2 separate regions of the Mus musculus genome follow, and region 1 is linked to region 2. A link is a contact called in public Hi-C data. All regions are on one chromosome and are shown on one strand. The core of a region is the stretch at or near the end of the contact, and the rest is flanking DNA. Distances in the headings are between cores, read along the strand shown. Region 1 overlaps Stard13 (StAR-related lipid transfer (START) domain containing 13). Region 2 overlaps Kl (klotho).

What was found. Hi-C and Micro-C count contacts between places; a contact is called where the count stands out from the background.
Region 1: a Hi-C map of the N1E-115 cell line shows a contact between it and region 2, with 5 times the contacts expected there. The contact joins two enhancer-like sites. A contact is called at or near these places in 2 of 484 Hi-C or Micro-C datasets (the N1E-115 cell line and uterus), 1 of 115 datasets of contacts at active chromatin or transcription factors (fibro-adipogenic progenitors) and 2 of 9 other capture datasets (adipose tissue and pancreatic islet).

The regions. Positions count from the first base shown.
Region 1 is chr5:151,134,516-151,137,452 of GRCm38.p6, forward strand. The region is part of intron 1 of Stard13 (StAR-related lipid transfer (START) domain containing 13); the gene reads right to left. Among named protein-coding and RNA genes, the nearest start is that of Stard13, 54 kb to the right of the region's middle. Within about 2 kb of position 1,601, at least 44 of the 459 cell types and tissues checked have an H3K27ac peak or open chromatin away from gene starts, as enhancers often do. A contact at or near this core is called in the N1E-115 cell line, where this site is marked.
Region 2 is chr5:150,976,086-150,979,285 of GRCm38.p6, forward strand. The region is part of intron 1 of Kl (klotho); the gene reads left to right. Among named protein-coding and RNA genes, the nearest start is that of Kl, 25 kb to the left of the region's middle. Within about 2 kb of position 1,441, at least 8 of the 459 cell types and tissues checked have an H3K27ac peak or open chromatin away from gene starts, as enhancers often do. A contact at or near this core is called in the N1E-115 cell line, where this site is marked.

The DNA of each region.
Region 1 (2,937 bases), core at 351-2,850, 160 kb after region 2:
ACTGAGGGAAGCCAGGGCAAGAACCTAGAGGCAGGAACTTGATCAGAGGCCATGGGAAAATGCGGCCCACTGGCTTGTTCCCCATGACTTGCTTAGAATATTTTCCCACACAACTCAGGACCTCTTGCCTTGGTGTCATTCTGTCCACAGTGGGCTAGGCCCTCCTACATCAGTCATCGATCATGAAAACACACCACAGACAAATCTAGTGGCAGCATTTTCTCAACTATTATTTCCTTCCCTCCAAACGACTCTAGCTTGAATCAACTAAACTAACTAGTATATATGGAAAGTCAGAAAATGAAACTCTGTGGTACACGAATGACTTCATGGGGTTGAAGAGATGGCTCAACAGTTAAAAGCACAGGCTGCTCTTCCAGAAGACCTTAGTTCAGTTCCTAGTACCCACACCGTGGTTCAAAACCATCTATAACTTCAGTTTCGGGGGGGGGGGGGTGTCCAACGCCCTCTTCTGGCCTCCTCAGACACTGCATGCATATAATATAGAAACATACATACATATATACATACAGGCAGCCAAACATTCACATACATGAAATTAATATAAAAAGTTTTTCCATTTCAAAAGACCCTAAAGTATATATAATGATTAAAAACAAACAAACAAACAAACACACAGAATCTGTCCATCAAGTCAGCTTTTCTCGTACACATCTAGTGCTTCGTGGAGCTGGCTTTTCGTTTCTTTTAGGTGCCTCGTAGTGGGGAGTGCACTTGGAGCTCTGGCATTCAGCCATGCAAAACAGGGAAAGTCCACGGCGAGGCAGAAAGTGTAAATTCCCTGCCTGGGCAAGCCAGTCTCATGTGTTTAAGGCAAAGACAGGATCAACCCCTCCTGGAACCTGCACCCTTCCCTTCATGTACAATCACCCCGGTTCTAACTCTGTCTACTCCTCTCCTCCCTTACTCTCTAGTGACCCAGGACTTGTAAGAATTGAATTTTATATCCCTTCAAGATTTTAATAGGGATATCCTTTATCTTGGGCAGAGAAAGACAAATTCTGCTATCACCTCAAGCACAGGGCCTGCTTTAGCTAACATGCCAATGAAGGTTCAGTTAAGAAAGAACAAAGCCTCTGGTCACATGGTTCAGGGTGCTCCCTGGGCAAGCTGGGCCCTTTCCATTGCTGGGAACACTGACTGACTTATTGCTTCACCACTAGAGAGCCTTTGACTTTTGACTTCTGGTTGAGGGTTAGGCTCAAGCACTGGGTTGTGTAAAGAAGTTTCTAGATTTTTTTTAAAAATCTACTTTTAAATTTAGAGAAGCCTGCAGATTCCGTAGAAGATTCTGAAAATCAAGCAAGCATCTCTCACAAACAAACAAACAAGCAAACAAAAAAAAAAAAAGCACATTCCTCATGTGGCAGTTTATATGTAGCTGCTTTCTAACAATAGCGCTCTCCGATTTGATTGAAACCAACTTGAAAATCAAAGCTGAAGGCATGTACATACAGCAGATCTAGGAATCCCAGGCTCCTGAAACTTGTGTTTCTTATTTAGCTGTGAAGCGTGGGTGGCCATGAGCGTTCCTGGCAGCTATAAGGCATTTGCTAATGTATTTGACTTTAGTGTTGTTAATCACACTTATCAACACAGGCAAGCTGTGCTGGCCACAAAAGATTAGCTTCTCTCCTGTAATGCCCTAGTAGTTCAAAGGCAGAACATCAGCGCTGAGTGACAGAAGCATCTGCGTGCTCCCACGACCCTCCAGTGACTTCAGAACATACCACAAGCTTTAGCTTTTTTCTTTTCCATAACTTTGCACACACTCTTTCCTTCTGCTATAATGGCTAAGGCCGCAGAGCTTGAAAGCTTAAAAAATGAGTTGTGTTTCTGAACACCTCAGAGAGTTTGAGTTCCAAGGTGGTCCCCACTGTCAGGAGCCAGAGATCCGCTCAGAGAAGTAGGAGCCTCCAGCAGGGTAGAGCCTTGTTTGCAGGGGAACAAGATCACTGTAAAGCCTTTTTTTTATGAAGCATTGGGTTTTTTGACTGTAGACTTTTCCCTTGAGACACACAGGCTATTGCTTCTTGCAAATCAGTACTGTTTATAATGACTTAAAAACACTTTGCCCAGCTCAGAGGAGAGCAGGCAGGGAATACAGTCACAGAGCGAGTGTTCTGGAGAAAGAGAAAAGACACTCAGCACGGCACCTGCAGATCTGGCCACCTGAGTCTTGCTTTCATGGAAGGACTCCTGGGTTCATGGCATGACCTGCTTGTCCCAGCCTGGCTTACCTTCACTAGACATGGTTTAGATCAGAATTCTCAAAGATCAGTATAGTAGAGGTTTTGTCTGTGCTGGTAGGATGCTTGGGAGATGATGGGACTCTTGAGAGGTGCAGCCTAGTTGGAGGATGTTACACAATTGTGGACACATCCTTGAGGGAGACTCCTTTTTCTCTTTTGGGCCTCCCATGTGTCATGAGGAGAGCAGTTTGCCCCAAAACCAATGTATCTGCACTTTGTAAGCCAGCAATGAAAGACATTGTTATACACGCTGGAATTAGAGCTGGAGAAATGGCTCAGCAGTTAAGAGCTACTCTTGCAAAGAACCTGAGTTCAGTTCCCAGTGCCCACATGGTAACTCAACCATCTGTAACTCTGATTCCATGGGATCTGACTCCCTCTTCTGGTCCCCCTGAGCACCACATGCACATTATGCACAGACATACACATGAATAAAATAAAAAATGAAATCTTTACAAGAACACGGAGGAGAGGGTTTCCTGTATTTTGCTGCAACTAATAAAAACTTTAAGTATTTCAAGACGGAAACCAGAGACCAGACCCTTCTGAGTCTCAGACCGTCAGCTCCACATGAGCACCTTGTTTATGTTCAGGGAGCACTAACAGATGCAGAACATTTCCAGGGCATCTTCTGCTGCCCTTTTCTGGTCCCACTTCTGTTCAT
Region 2 (3,200 bases), core at 191-2,690:
TGACGCAGACACATGATAGTTTGCTGCAGCAAACTCAAGTGACGCTTTGCTGAAGCAGATCTGTGAGAGGACTCACAGATCTCACAGATGTTTGGAGAGAGTATAAGTAGGACCCAACAGAGAGTGATAGCATACTTGCATAGCCAGCTGAGCAAAGCTCCATCAGTCTCCAGTCTTTAAGGATCTTCACTTTATTGAGAGAGGCATGGCAAAGAACTCCCGACTTTCTGGCTGTTTCTGATCACTCCCAGCTGACTCAGGCTGACAGTGGAGGCCTGGCTGTTTCTGTTGGACTGTGCTGCTGATGCTTATTCATGTTTGGTGACACTACTGAACTGGACTGCTGGTGTCCTGACAATGAAGATTGGGATGGCCCCAGAGAACTTGGCTGGGCATGGTGGCGCATGCCTTTAATCCCAGCACTTGGGAGGCAGAGGCAGGCAGATTTCTGAATTCGAGGCCAGCCTGGTCTACAGAGTTGAGTTCCAGGACAGCCAGGGCTATACAGAGAAACCCTGTCTCGAAAAACCAAAAAGAAAAAACAAACAAACAAACAAAAAAACAACAAAAACTGGTTCTAAACAGGTCCACATCCCCTTGTCCTATTTTCCATCTTTTCTCCCCTCCCTTTGGATGGTGGGCAAGAGGGAGTGTTGAAACTCTTGAAAACCCTTATTAAAGTAGGTTTTGAATAATCTAAGCCTACATCTATAATTTTTTTTAAAGTAACTGATTTGCAGAGTTAAATTTGTGTTTCAGAGTATAGTGGTCGGAAAAGGTTCTGCCCACATAGACTTATGTATTTGAATGCTTGATCCACAAGGAGTGACATTATTAGGAAGGGTGTCCTTGTTAGGTTTTAGGCCTTGTTGGAGGAAATGTGTCACCATCAGGGTGGGCTTAAGATCCATCCAGTGTAGAAAAGACAGCCTTCTGGCTGCCTTTGGATCAAGATGTAGAACTCTCAGCTCCTTCTCCAGCACCATGTCTGTCTGGACACTACTGTGCTTCACACTATGATGATAATGGACTGAACCTCTAAGTCAGCCCCAGTTAAATGTTGTCCTTTATAAAAGTTGCCTTGGCCATGGTATCTCCTCATAACAATAAAACCCTAAGACATAGAGAAAATCGGTGTTTCTTATCATGTCAATCCTAGACAATATACAACAACAAGTATCTTTAATACAAGTATCTTTATGACTAGTAATATACTCACAATCTGTTTCTCAATAAGTCTTTATATTTTATTGCACAATCCTATGAGTTTTGGCAAGTCCACATGTGATGCCTGATCTTGTTTGTCAACTTAATACTCCTGGGAAGACGGAACCCCAGCTGGGGAATTATTGCCCTCAGCAGAGTGACTTGTGGCCTTGTCTGTGTGGCACTGCTTCATTGATGTATGGGCAACATTATCTCTGGGCAGGGAGGCCTGGGCTCTATCAAGAAGACAGCCGAGTAAGCCAGAAAGTTTATCCGTGGTCTCTGCTTCAGCGCTTGCTGCTAGGCTCCGACCACTGCTTTGTCTTCCCTCAGTAATGGACTGCAACGTAAGAGCCAGATAAACCCTTTCCTTCCTGGGGTTGCTTTTGGTTGGTGTTTGGCCACTATAACAGAGAAGCAAACTAGGACAATGCCCATCTGTGTGATGAGTCCCGCTAGAGAGGTAGAGGACCGGCCCACTGCCATATAAATCTTCCTGTAACTCCTCACCGGCCCTCCCTCTCCACAGGCACCACCGTCCTGCTTCTTGTCATTAGATACTAATGTAGAGGCTTACAAATGGAGTCCCTGCTGCGGACCCGCCTCAGTCGGGCCCCCCCCCCTCAGTGGGCAATGGAATTGGCGATGAAAAGGGGGTGACAAACAGACACGACACAAGAGAGTGTGCTGTATCTAAATTTAATGTCAAATCGAGCATCAAACTTTTGTTTTTGTTTGTTTGTTTTTTGAGACAGTGTTTCTCTGTATAGCCCTGGCTGTCCTGGAACTCACTTTATAGACCGGGCTGGCCTCGAACTCAGAAAGCTGCCTGCCTCTGCCTCCTGAGTGCTGGGATTAAAGGCATGCACCACCACGCCTGGCTCGAGCATCAAACTTTTTATACAGAAGAAAATAGGAAAGTTAGGTGACACATTGGCAAGGTACAATGAGGTTATCGGATGCTTAATGACTCTTACACAAAACAGAGGAATGCAAACACAAAGACTGGCAGGAACTGAGCAATAAAACAACTGAGACAAAGTCAACTCTATCTAAAGTCAGCTATATTCTTAGAAGTCAGGTGTGAGGTCTTTACACTCCCAGGGCAAGGGCTTTCACACCCAAGTCATGGCTCTAATTAGGGAGTTCCGCTCTAGCTAACCTTCTCATGAATAATGCAATACTCTAAAACCACAGCCTGATCTACTTCCTAAACCATTGTAAATTCCTGTATATGGGAGCGACTTGACTTTTATTCTAAGTGATAGTGTGGGGGGACTTTTCTAATAAGTAATGTAGTCTCGCATACATAACTATAATAAGAATTCTAAACTTATGTTGCTAAGCTTGCCCTGAGATTTCTAACTCTATGTAGTAGATAGTAAATCCTAATTTCTTTCACTATTTCTCTTACAATACGAGAGGCAATTCTGAATGTCACTGAATAGGCAACATTCTTGCTGAATTCCAAGCCCAGGGTCAGCTCAAGGACTACCTAGGGCATTGATGAAGGCCAGGAAGCAAAGTTCGATTTTGCTTAGGTATTTGGCAAGTCATTGCTTGGAGGCAGCTATAACAAAACAATACTGAAAGGAAGCACACAGATCCATTCTCAAGGACAAGTTTGGAGCATACGTGCTATGGGATGCCACAGTTCCAGGAGACTAAGTTTACGTGAACTTTTCGCCTCAGGACTTCATCCAGGTTTCTAGTCCTGTCACGTGTGTCACTACTAGAGTGGATGTAGCAAGTCCCCTCAGCTATGTGAGGGTCCTTTGTGTCCTTGCTGTAGATGATAACTTTTAGATCAGTCTGTATTGTTTGCACAAAAGGGTAGTTTTTTTTTTTTTTTTCTTTAATGCCTTTTGTTTGTTTGTTTCCCAGATTAAACCTAGGTCCTTTCATGAGCTAGTGAGCGTTTGACTACTGAGCTATATCTTCAATGTTGCTTTCTTCCCTCTCTCCCCTCCCTCTTTCCCTCTGTAAAGGTTTGG